2 separate regions of the Zea mays genome follow, and region 1 is linked to region 2. The links are chromatin contacts, called in public Hi-C maps. All regions are on one chromosome and are shown on one strand. The core of a region is the stretch at or near the end of the contact, and the rest is flanking DNA. Distances in the headings are between cores, read along the strand shown. Region 1 has its middle 44 kb from the start of LOC109939478. Region 2 holds the start of LOC100383057 (O-fucosyltransferase family protein).

Region 1 (6,016 bases), core at 3,406-5,905, 88 kb before region 2:
AACTCAACGGTTAGTTCACCATTTGTAGTGTGTAACTGATGACTATATTTGTTGTGTTCAAACCATTTCCAATAGATCCAATTTAATTGCTCATTTTATCTCTCAGTTGTTTGGTAGTTCTTACTTTACAGTTGTTTCCAAACATGCTTCCATCAACTTTCCAGGACAAAATGAAACAAGAGGTATGTTCTTGACTATTTGTAAGTTGCAACTACCTAAAATTATGTTGCTTATTAGTTGTGACACATCTCTCCAAGTGAAATACTGCCATATGCTTAAGTTAGGAAGAGCCATTAAATTGGTGTACACACCTCAATATTTTTTTTTGCAAAAAGTGAAGTTAGTAGAAATAATACTCCAGTTTTTGTATGGAGTGGATATATAAGCTTGTAATTAGATCACGTTCAAATACTAGCTTGGTTGTCACTAGAATTTCCCCATTTGGGTTGCAATAACTACAATTGAGAACCGACCCAATGTGTCATGCTCTCCCAAGGCACTGCTGATTCTAACTATTTAAATTAAAGCAATATATTAGTGCATAGAGTGAGAAACATGTAGAAAAAATAATAAAGTCAAGACTACACAAAATGAACTTAGCAAGTAAAGCCTGTAGCTGCCTGTAGTTTATTGACAAATAAAAATGAATCAAGGAATGCGTTAAAAATGGATCGAGGAAGAAACTGGCACCATAGTAATTTGAGAGCAGCTGCCATTCTCCTTTTATTCCATCTGATTATGTCAGAGTTTATGATGGCAAGGGAACCCTTGAGGAAGAGGAAATTGTTGAAGCGCGTTTCATCAAGATCGAAGCAGCGTATGAGATGTTGATTGATGGTGAAAGGAGAAGAGCATATGATAGAGAGCATCATGTGAATCCGATAAAGGTCTGAATTTTCTTGGCCACTTAGGTTATCATTTCATTATGTGCAGGATGTAGTTCCACTCCATCTTTTTATTTGTTTGCTAATAAATGTTGTCTGTTACCACCTTTTTTATTCAGGGTTTACACATTTTAGTCAAAATTTTAGTTTTTCAATCCTGATTTAGCTTCATGGTTCTGAAGCCAAGAAAAGGAAGCATCATTCCCTCCTTGTCATCTACTAACTTACAAAGCAGTAGTGTTTGTGTCACACCCGGTTTTAATTCAGGGTGTTACAGTTTGTTGCTTTGCTTTTCTTGCTGCAAAACTGGACTAGGACTGATGGAATATATCAGCATCTAGCAATTGGTAATAGCAATTATATGTGGGTCCAACATTCATATGTCTTCAAATAGTGAGCACTTGAGACCTTATTATCTGCAAATTGAGACCTTATTATCTGCAACTGCAGCTACTAGAATATAAAGCAACATTTGAATTGTTAGAGTGTTATGGTAATTTAAGTTGAGATTACAAAGGTGAATTCCAGAGCAATGGCCTATTTAAAAGTAGTATTTATGTTGTTCTGATAACCTTCTTTTCTTTGAACTAGGATTCTCAAGCATGGATGGAGTGGGTAATGAAGAAGCAGAAAGCTTTTGACCAACGTGGTGACATAACTGTGGCTGCTTGGGTTGAGCAGTAGCAACGTGAAATGACACTACGAGCATGACGTCTCTTGCGCTCAAAGGTGAGCCTATGCATTACACTGTTCCACTTCTGTCTAATGAAAGACAAAGATCTCGACACTTCCCTTTCAAAACCAAAATAGCATTACACTGTGCGGTCCAACATCTTTGCTTATCAGTTATCCTCATGATATGTATTTTTCACTGAATCCAACTTTCAAAATACTAGATCTAGGTTGATCCTGAGAAAGAAAAGAAGCTATTTGCCAAGGAAAAGAAGGCATCCATGGAATTCTACTTCAAACTCTGAAGACGCATACCCTTGTGCTACGAAAGAGGGATATTATGTGCAAGAAGGCTGAGGACGAAAAGGATATTATTTCGATTAATAGTGACATTGAGCTAAATTTTGGTTGTTTGAAATGGCAGAATTGGATATTTATTATGATTGTTGAGTTTTTCTTGATAACATCACTAAACAATGTCTTACGCGTTCATAAGTGACCCCGTTGCAACGCACTGGCATATACCTAGTATAATATAATATAATAGATTTTCGAATGCACTCTCTCACCACCTCTACCAACATGTTGGTTTGTACGATTTGCATTAAGTGACTGGCTTGCACATGATATATTCCTAACAAGTAACAAGTAAAGACATTCATAGATTTTTATCCCTAATCCATGACTTGATTCACGGCAAAACGCTCTTTGTTTTCTCCACTACGGTGGGCGTTCAGAAGAGGCTAGGGCTCGGTGGGCTGTGTGGGCCTAGGGTTTGGTTTGTTCACCGTTTCCCTACACCTAACACACATGAAGTCATGAAGTTACAACGGTTGGCATTCCTCTCCCAAGAAGCCCATGGGCCTTTGCTAAAATTGCTTAACTAAGCTCGTATTTGTTTATTGTTTTTTAAGAAAAGAGTACCGAAGCACTTCCCTTGTTTCCAAGAAATTTAGCTGCAGGTCTACTGATTAAAGATCAGCCAATATAGTCATCTCAAAAGAAAAACTGGAAACAGGGAAAAAGGCCGGTTCTTCCCAAGATATCACTAGGCGGCAAATGGGCTTTGTAAAGGGGTGTGGCAACGATAGATGAAGCCCTACACAAAACATAATGTTTCTGATGGGGCCACCCTCTAGCCTGTCCACCGTTAAGGCCTTGTTGTGCCATAGGATCCAAACGTGTACTTTTCATTTGTTTTTCTGTTTGTGCCTTCGAGATGAGTTTGTGCTTGAATGTTTGATATGATCCTCTTAAGGATTATTTGGGAACAAAGGGGTTGGAGGGGATTGAGGATAGGTTTGGTGATCAGGGATCATGAGGGGATCCATGGGGGAGTAATCCCCTTGCTATTCAATGTCACCAAACCAGTCCTAAAGGGGTTAAAATCCCCTTGAATATTCCCTCACTCCCAAACATACCCTTAATGAATCATGTATGCCGAACATGTGGAGTAAATTCCATTGGTTGTCCACTTCCAAATGATTTCCTCCACATTGGGTTGTACATGCACCCCTTGCACATCAGTTGTACATGTGTTAAAGAGGGTGATCTTACAGTTGCTATGGACCATCGGTCCTTAAGTTGTTTGGTGGTAAGATGGTGAAATTGCATGTAGACGCTATTTGGACCCAAAAGATCAATCCTTTTTCTATGGTTGCACTCAATCAATTGTAGCACCAAAAAAATGAACAATAAAGAAAAATGTGGATATCATTATTTGATTTGCCATCTCATTATTATAACATGGGTTAAACATAATTAAGAGAACGAAATGTTTAATAAAATACTCTATGCGTCATGTTGGAATTCTTGTTTGCTTGTGCATTTAAATAATAATAACAATAATAATAGTAGAAATACAACTATGAGATGATAATAGGAATTGACCCTAAATTTAGGTTTGAAAATGCAAAATCAGAGGGAGAGATACTATAAAAAAACATATATATATATAATACAAAATAAATTTTATACTGGGATGATCAAATTGTATATTAAATTGGAGGACCCATTTGCCACAAAATTTGGAAGTTCAAATTTGAAGGTTGATTTGAATTTGAAAATAGGGAATAAAACAAAAATAGAAAACAATTCCAGCCATGTGGGCCTCATTCCCCTCCTTTCGGCCCAAACCCTCATCCCTCTACCGATGGACCGGCCCTCTTCAATGGCCTCGCGTGCGTGTCGCTCCCTGGGCATCGCTGGCACGTGGGCCATGTCGTCAGCCGCACAGAGCGCCCATCGTTGACATGTGGGACCAATGCCCAGAGGGGGATGGTTCTTCTTCCACTGGCTGCTGTGCCGTGTAAACAACCCGTGAGGACCGTGCCCAGAACTCCATCTTCGCAGGGAATTAGTTGCGGATAGTAGCTATTCTCGCGGGGAAAGTGGGGCATAAGATGACCAGGCGTCACCCCACACTTCCCTAGCACCATCTCCCCCTCTACAGGTTCACCGCAACGATCGTGCGATGATGGCGGGCTCCGGCGGAATCCTCGCCCGGCCTTCCTTGGGGCTATAAGATTGGGCGCTTGGGTTGCCGTCTTTTCCTCCCATCAACGCATGCTACCCGCGACCGAGCGTGAGAGAGAGATCGGGAGAGGAGTGACGCAGTCGGAGCTCAGGAGCGGCAAGAAGAGAGAAAAGCGGAGGAGCGCCGTCGACGGCTTGCGTCCAGAGTCGCTCTATCCTCGATAGATGGCTTAGGAGGGTCATAGAGGTGTCCCAATGGTGTCATGACCTTACCCCCCAGAACTTGGGCAGTTGCGCAGCAATTTCTCGCCGAAGTAGAGGAACCACCGCAATTCCGCCCTCCGCCGTGGTCAGTGCTCCTGCTTGTGTGGCGCACGGTAAGGACTTCTCCATGTAATTCGCATTGGTGTACACATAGTGTATCCGCGTTCGATTATGGGATTAGGGCGAGTGCGTGAGTCAGGAGGGCTCACCGGCGTTCATCGCCGTCGTACCGGTGGCGCCTCCTGGTCTACTAACGTGGGTGGAAGAGGGTCTCTTGGCCGTTGACACCCAGTTGGACGGCTCAGATTGAGCATAGCAGTAACCTTTCAGCGCATTGTATCTGAATCGTCGATCGGGGGATCGAGGACCAGGGATGAAATGCAGACGTGGTTGGTTTCGGGCCGTGGATCCTTGATCCTATGGCCTGGATGCATATGAATTCATAAAATGGTATAGTCTAATCTGAACCATAGACTTCTAATCTGGCGGCCCAATGCAGTCCTTACCCTTTTGGCCATGGTCTTTCGCATATGAGCCCCTTCCCTTTTCACAAATGAACATGCGGTCCACTGCGGAATTAGCTTGAGTCTAGGAAACCTTGCACAGAGGTCTGCTATTTTCTGTTATTGTGCACGCAGTCCAGTGCTGTGAGAAAATAAGAAAAAGGGTTTAGAAAATGGATTTCTAGTGCCAAAATAATTCTAGAACTTATAAAATTCATAGAAAATTCATACTAAGTCCAAATGAGTTCATTCGAATTTCTATAATTCTATAATATTATGGTTTATCACATAGTGTCTCTGGTTTGACATGAAAACTGCATTAAAATTAATATTCTATTTAATCTTGTACAAAACACATAAAATCCTTAGAAATTCATTACTTAAAATCTATAACCCCCGATTTTATCCGTTCAAGTTGCGTTAGTCTCGTATAAATATTTACTATGCAATAACAACATTTATTATACCATGCCTCATTATTTTATAATTAGATTTCTATTTAACTTATGTTGGTTAGTCTTGTTAATCTACTTATCATTATAATCTACTAGAATATAATTTATGGTTAATTTATAACTTAGATTAAAGTTGAGATAATTATTTATAGAATAACCTCTCATATGATTTATATTAACCAATTTATAATATAGTTTAGTATTTTAATCACATAAATCCTCCATAGAATCATAACTCCTTAACATTAACTCTGATTTTAGTGGTTCTCGTTCCCACGATCTCGTAGCAACACGTAGATCATTATTATGCAGTATGTTCTTATGATTGGTGTGATGTTAATTTTTGTCTATACCATGTTTGTTGTATTGCTATGACTAGCAGCGAGGTTTCGAGTCGCCTGAAGATCACCCTGGTAACTGGAATCTCAAGTGCCAGGCAAGTTGTGCCCTTGATCCACTCTTGTTACCCAATAATATTCTTTATTATCACTATTCAATGCATAGGCTTAATTTTGATGGGACCCAATAGGTCACCCTAGTCTGTTTATCCTTTTTACCTTGTTTTACCCCTGAATCACATGGGAAGTTTATGCTATTGCTTTACATGGTTTTGGGTTAATATTTCATTATATCCATGTTCCAGTTATTTTGTTATTCTATTTATGTTCATGTCAAGATCATTATATTATTGTTAATTGGAACATGGAGCTTAACTTGAGAAACACGTGCCACCATAAGGGAGGAATGGGACCCATTGGCTAAC
Region 2 (6,859 bases), core at 2,232-4,731:
CTTCTTGAAAGGCTCCATCTCCTCCTTGCTAGCAAGATCTTCTTTGCTAACCTGCAATTACCAAAGGGTAGGTTAGTCGCATGAAATCTTGGCTAGTAGTTCCTTGGGCAGATTCTACAAATATACACATTCCTCCTTTGAGAATCTTTTGCATTCTGGCTATATTTTGAATAGCAAAGGCAGGAGAAAAAAAGACCTGCTAGATAAACTTCAGAAACACCTACCAGATTGGGGAACATATTTCTCAAGGGTGCCATTCTGTTGTTTCCACCATACACCTGCCCTGATGCAACATATATCTGAGTTTCCTTAGTATACCCCATCTCACGCAAAATAATTCCTATTTCCCCCGGCTCAAGCGGACAGCGGCCTTCTTTTCTCTTTTCTAGTGCTAGTGACCATAAGTGAGATCCATTCTGTAAGCAACAGGTGAACCATGTATTCAAATAGTGCATTGGTCACTGAAGAAAGATCCACCATTCTTTCATAAAACTGAAGGAGAACTGAAAAGGAATATAGTATTAAGGAAAAACTGAAAGTTGGCATCACCTTGTACCGCCTTGGCCATTGCTGCTGTCTGTAAGTAGCCATCATAGCTTTCTCCTCCCTAGTTCCAGCAAAATCACAAAATGAAAGGCCCACCATTCCTTTCTCAAATCGCAAATGAAGAGCCCTTTGGAAGCAGGTGCGATGGAGCATGAGATAATAATTTCTCAACTGCAGACAGCCGATTCTTAATAGAAGAGAACGAACTGAGCTTACATGTATGGATTTAAACTTCCTGTTCGATTCCTCATCCTTGTTGCTAGCTTGTCAGCCATCTCTTCAATGTCAGGTAGAAACTTCAAAGCATGATAATTAACTCGGCACCTCAGTCGGTTAATCTCCATTGGAACATTATCATATCTGAAATGGAACGATTATACATAATTAACACATCTAAAGATGTATCTAAAGGATAGGACAATGGTTACTTATGTTGCCATCTTGATGCTGTGATACACTTACCCTAACCTATCAACAAACGGCTTGATTGACATTATCTTTTTCTCTTTGATCCTTGGAAAGACATTATCAATATAAAATTGTGCTGATGCATACTTTGGGACATTTTTCACAGTGCGCCTGTTACAACAAACATACAAAACCTTAAGGAGAGAGTTACAAACACAATCTCTAGCTACATCAACTTTCTGTAAGGATAATAACTCTTGCAAAAACAAAAGATGGAGAATAGAAGTCCAGCAGTAATTTCCAGTCAGGTTGCACTTCTGGTTCATGCGGTTGAGGTGTAATAATCCTCACTAACAATCATAATGCTTATATTGATGACAAAAGGAGAGTAACTTTATACTGTAGATAACACCAATATCAGTATAAAACTTGTGTGTAATTTTTAGCAACAAGCTATTCAGTAAGTAACAGTTAAGACACAATGGATAGCTGAAAATGAAGAGACTAACTTTATACTAGTGAAAAGCTCATCCTTTTCTGTAAACCAGTCAGGAATATCTCGAACAATGCGCACATCCTCCTTCAAATAATTTATAAAATGGTCTACATCAAAGATGTCTTCGAATTTCCTGCACAAAGAGATATAAGTTCTCAACTACTACAGGAATCACAAAAAGAGAACACATAATGTAAACGAAAAGGGTAACCATAAGTTGTTTAAAAGGAAATCATAGTTCATCACTTACGTTTGATCTTTCCATATTTGGTCCTGCTTTAGCACTGGCAGAATAAGTGTGGCATTCATTATCTTAGCAATTGCAACAGCATTACATATCTGTAAACAAATCATATATCCCAACAAAATTAATAAATGTGCAATGCTACTAAGATAACATGAAGACAAAAAAATCTGGCAACAGGATGATGATCTTCTGAACTATAATATTAAGAACGAAACATCATAAAGAAAAATTAGAAAGTAGAAAAAAAAGTTTAGTTACGTTAACATTTTCCATTTCCAGTCTAAATAGTGGAATCAGTCAAGAGTTTACTCTTTACAAGACAACTACTCAAAGGGCAAAATTGTGAAAGGCACATACATACAGCTATACGTTGCTGGTTTAATCCACCCTCGGCATGAATAAATATAAACCCAGAAGTTTCATTCTCTGACACGAGGTCTGCAAAATAGAGATCAAACTGGTTATTGTCAGGATTGAACCATAGCTTTTCAAGTGAATGTCTTGTGCTAAGTTGCTGCTTGGTAAACAAAAATAATAATGAGGAACTAACGTGATTTGAAAAGTCATGGCTTACAAAGTTAAAATTCTTTCCTAAGAGGGCATATAGCCATGCACAATTGAGATCCTAGACATGGTGCTTTGGTAAAAAAATTGGCAGGTGCTTAAGTTATCTCTTCAAGCTTAAGATGTGCTAACAAATTGGCTGAGCCTATTTAGACTCCGATTTGATTCAGATAGATTAACTTTTATACAGATGCTGGGCGTGACAACATCATAACTTTTTTCTTGGCATAATTGTCCTATTTAAAATTTACTCTGCGGTTATACAGATTGCACATCCATGATTATTTTCTCCAACCAGTGTAATTCCAGACTAAGAGTGGCACGTCATCAAATGAAAAACTGTCATGGCTCACATCCAAGTCACTAATAACAAATCAGGGTCATAAATACAGCAAACTAGGATGCAACTAAAGCAGCCACCCAATTAGCATCAAACTTTTAGCCAGAACACTCTGATTTTGTACTTGCCTGAGACTTCATGACTCTGACGCTCAGCACACGGCTTCCACCAAGTTGCTGCAGCATGAGGATTCTCCCACAGAGAGTCCCGCTGCCTCACCTACATCATAACACCAAGCCAAACAAAATCACATTCAGGCTCCAATCACATTGCATGCACAATCAGGTTCCCCTGAATGCGTTGCTCAAGTGAAGGCCTCTTTACCCTGGGGCAGTGGAGCCGAATCCCCTCCTTGCGGCACAGGTACGGCGCGTTCTAGGGTCCAGCAGCAGCACGAGCGTAAGCAGCGAGTCTGATATCTCGATGAAACGTAACGAATATGATACGAGAGGAAGCGATCAGGGAGCCAAGAACTGACGAGGCGTGTCCAGACGAAAGGCGCGAAGAAGAGCGCAGTGAGCGCGAAGCAGGCGATTGCGGCGACGAGAATCCGGTAGGAGGCGGAAGCCGTGGGGGACCTGGGGTCCTCGAGCGCGAGGAGGGAGCGGAAGGGGGGGCGGGAGTGACCACCTTGGCTGGGGGCGGAGGCCGTCCTTGCCGCCGTCGACGCGGGGGGACGCGACCAAGGGCGAGGACGCGGACGCGGCCTCGGCGTCGCGCTTGGATGGGGAACTGGTGGCGCGGGTCGCCGCCGTGGCGTGCCGCAGCTCGGCCATGGCGCCGCCGCGCGGCGTATCTGTGGCGGGTGCCGCTTCTTCTTCAACCTTGCTCCTTCCGCGGTGGCGGCGCTGGTGTGTGTCGTGTCGCGGTTGCGGAGGCGAGGCGACGGCGGCGAAGTAATCTCCCGAGTCCCGGCTCCCGAGAGAAGTGAGGACAGAGTTGGGTCGGGTTCGAAAAAACAACGGGGAACAAACTACCCAGTCAGGCCCACACAGCCCTGTTGTAGTCTTGTAGACCTTAGCGTGTTTCTAGTTCACCATCTCTCGGTCAGTCAAGTCAGCCCTCACTTCATTCTCGCGCCCTACTCCAGTGCACAGTAACCTCAGTCTATAGCTACATCAATTTTTCTATTTCAACATTAAGTAATTCACATACATTTATTTTAGCACTCAAAAATCACACAACATTTTTATAAAAATTAAAATACAAAGTACACAATAATTCAAAGAAAGTACATGACAATTAAAATATATAATAATTAATAGAAAATTATATAAATCTAATGATTATTATGTCATCATACATGCTCAACCAAATCATTTAGGAGTTGTGTCTACATCGATGTGTTCGTCATCTCGTTGTCCATTTAAATCCTGGATGCTAGGCTCGCGGTTGCATTGTAGTAGACTAATGGGCCGACGGTAGAATCAACTGTCTCATATGTCTCATCCAAATCGGTATCACGCTCGTCATCGATGATCATCTTGTGCAAAATGACACATGCACACATGATCAAACCAAGAGTATGTTGAGAGTATGAACGTCCAGGAACTGCTATAATGTTGAACCGAGATTTCAACACCCCAAAAGCGCACTCGACATCTTTGCGGCATGTTGCTTGAGCATTTGTGAATAACTGATGTTTCTCACTTTATGGAAGAGGAATACCCTTGATGAACACTGGCCAGGAAGGGTATATGCCATCGGTAAGATAGTATCCCATATTGTATTTGTGTCCATTAACAATGAAGTTCACTATGGGTGCTTGACCTTGAAGGACATCCTTGAATAATGGCGACTAATTGAGTACGTTAATGTCATTGTTGGACCCGACCGCCCAAAAATGCATGCAAGATCCATCGATCATACGATGCAACGACTTCTAAGATGATAGTGGGATGTTTGATATCTGTCCTTGTGAATTGACCGACATAGGCGACCGGACAATTCCTCCATTGCCATTGCATGCAATCAATACTCCCTAGCATGCCTGGAAAGCCACAGTCTTCTGCTTTTGCTTGTAGACGCTGAGTATCAGCGACATTTGGTTGACGACAGAACTCCTCCCCATAACAATGAATGATACCCTCACAAAACTTCTCTAGACACTCTAATGTAGTCGATCTAGCTAGCTTTAAGTACTCATCTATCGAATATACAACGAATCCATAGGCTAACAAGTGCAGAGCTGCGATGCACTTTTGTAGGAGAGAGAGACCAAGTCGACCCAGATCATCTTCTCTTTGGGTGAAATACAGAGAGTATTTACCTAATCTATGCATAGTACTAAAACAATTGTCGCCTCATGTGATACCTGCGCCAAAAGTAATTCGAAGGATACACACAGTCATCGGTGAAGTAGTCTTGATGAAGCCGATCATGGGCAGACTCACGATCACGATTGATGTAACGTCGATGACTCTTCATTGAGGTTGAGCATAGACTCATCCATTGCTGCTTACAATGCATTACACATTGCACCTTCGGCTCCTTCACTTGAGTTCGTGCTCGAGGAAGATATTACGTGGAGATGAGTAGAAAAGGCGAGTTTCAAGAGAGAAATGAGATGAAATGGTGTGTCAAATGAGCTCCACCCAGGTAGGGTATTTATAGAGGGATTGGGATAAATTTGTGATTTTTTGCAATTTGTTTTTGAATCTTTTGGACTCCAAACGGTCAAAAACGGCCAGTTGCAACGGCTAGCACACGTGGCGCCACGTGGACCAATAGGAAGCTACCACCTCGCTCTCGCCTATCCCTCTCACCCGTGCACTCATCGCCTTGTCTATCTCTCGCCTGTCTCTCGTCCGCCTCTCTCCCGGACGTGTGCGAGAGCGCGCGCGAGAGCGAGGCGATACCGCCCGCTCTCGCCGGGCACGAGCAGCTGTGAGACCTTGTTTGATTTTGGTAAATGATTAACAACTTAGATGGACTAATAAGTTTTATATTGAGATACACATGTGATTAGTCCGCAGTACACTAGTGTGAGCTATCTGGTCCATGGTGGTGATGTGGCTTGGTGATATTGATATGTTCATCTAGTGTGATGAAGGAGCTCATTGCATATGAAGACATGACATGATGTCATGTGGCTATATGGAGAACATCAAGAGACATGTCTTGGCTTAGATGGACCAAGTTTCTAGTGTGAAGGGCAAGTAAGAGGCTCATGTGTGAGAGACCACATGGCGATGAAGCAAGAGCAAGGACTTGGCACTGATGGACATAATGAAATGGTGAAGAGCAAGCTATGTTTAGATGGATGAACCAATAAGGCCATGTGATGACATGGAGTGGATCATATCATTATAGAGATATCAAGACAAGCGTTGATCTGGGCTATTCATCAAGTGGATTAATGAAGATGATGGAGGAACTTCATGCTATGAACAAATGGTATAAAGTAGGATGGTTGGCTACACTTATGGATGGCCATTGTTCATCATTTGAGGAGATGGAATTGAATGCTCAAGGCAAAGGTAAAAGATAGCAGATAGGTTTTTTTGCTTTTGCCGGTCAAAAGGTGTTTAAAGAAGAATATTGATCGGATTAGTAGGCTAGATAGTTGTACTATCAAGAGGGGTCAATAATATCTTCTTGATGAGATCTTAGTGCCTCAAAGAACATATAGTTGATGCATGTGCATGAGGGCTAACAACGCTTTGGTTTTTCAAATAAAAACGTATTCAAAAGCGATTTTGAATATAGGCTGAATTGAGGTACTGGCGGACCGTCCGGGTCTAACTCGAGGTGATGGACAGATCCTTGGAGTTTTTGTATTGCGGACCATCCGTGGTATAAATTTCAGCAAACATGCAGAGTCAGCAAAACTTCGGTTTGGCTCAGTTTTATGTATCGCGGACCATCTGACCTTGAGGGGCAGATCCTCCGCAAGTCATTTTTGGATGCTTTGACATTTTTTATATCCGTTTATAGTCGTTGGGATTCTTGTGCAAATGGTCTAATCTTGGATCATAGACTGTCCGCAAGTGCGTAGAAAAGGGATAGTTGGCCCATAACGACTAGTTTTGGAGAGGGGCTAAATATACTTGTGTTGCCCGATATGAATGTGCTATTGAGGCTATCTGGAACACTTGTGAGCATATTGGAGCTCCTCCTCTCCTCTCTCTCTCTTGCTCATATTGGTTGTGATTACATTCTAGTGAGATTGAGAGCCATCTAGTGTGTTGCTTCAAGTTGTTGATCTTTGAGGCACTAGGGAGATCATCAAGCGAGGTCAATTGGCTTGTTACTCTTG

The links. Hi-C and Micro-C count contacts between places; a contact is called where the count stands out from the background.
Region 1: a Hi-C map of leaf shows a contact between it and region 2, with 10 times the contacts expected there. The contact joins the enhancer-like site here to the promoter of LOC100383057 in region 2. A contact is called at or near these places in 5 of 25 Hi-C or Micro-C datasets (bundle sheath, ear, endosperm and 1 more).

What each region holds. Positions count from the first base shown.
Region 1 is chr5:52,988,785-52,994,800 of Zm-B73-REFERENCE-NAM-5.0, reverse strand. No RefSeq gene overlaps it. Among protein-coding and RNA genes, the nearest start is that of LOC109939478, 44 kb to the left of the region's middle. Within about 2 kb of position 4,655, at least 18 of the 20 cell types and tissues checked have an H3K27ac peak or open chromatin away from gene starts, as enhancers often do. A contact at or near this core is called in bundle sheath, ear, endosperm and 1 more, where this site is marked.
Region 2 is chr5:52,899,141-52,905,999 of Zm-B73-REFERENCE-NAM-5.0, reverse strand. LOC100383057 (O-fucosyltransferase family protein) reads right to left here and starts at 3,481. Exons shown (of 11, transcript NM_001175733.1): 1 at 3,232-3,481; 2 at 2,926-2,976; 3 at 2,730-2,820; 4 at 2,059-2,135; 5 at 1,701-1,789; 6 at 1,464-1,583; 7 at 1,009-1,125; 8 at 763-906; 9 at 550-673; 10 at 225-416; 11 at 1-51. The coding sequence starts at 1,759.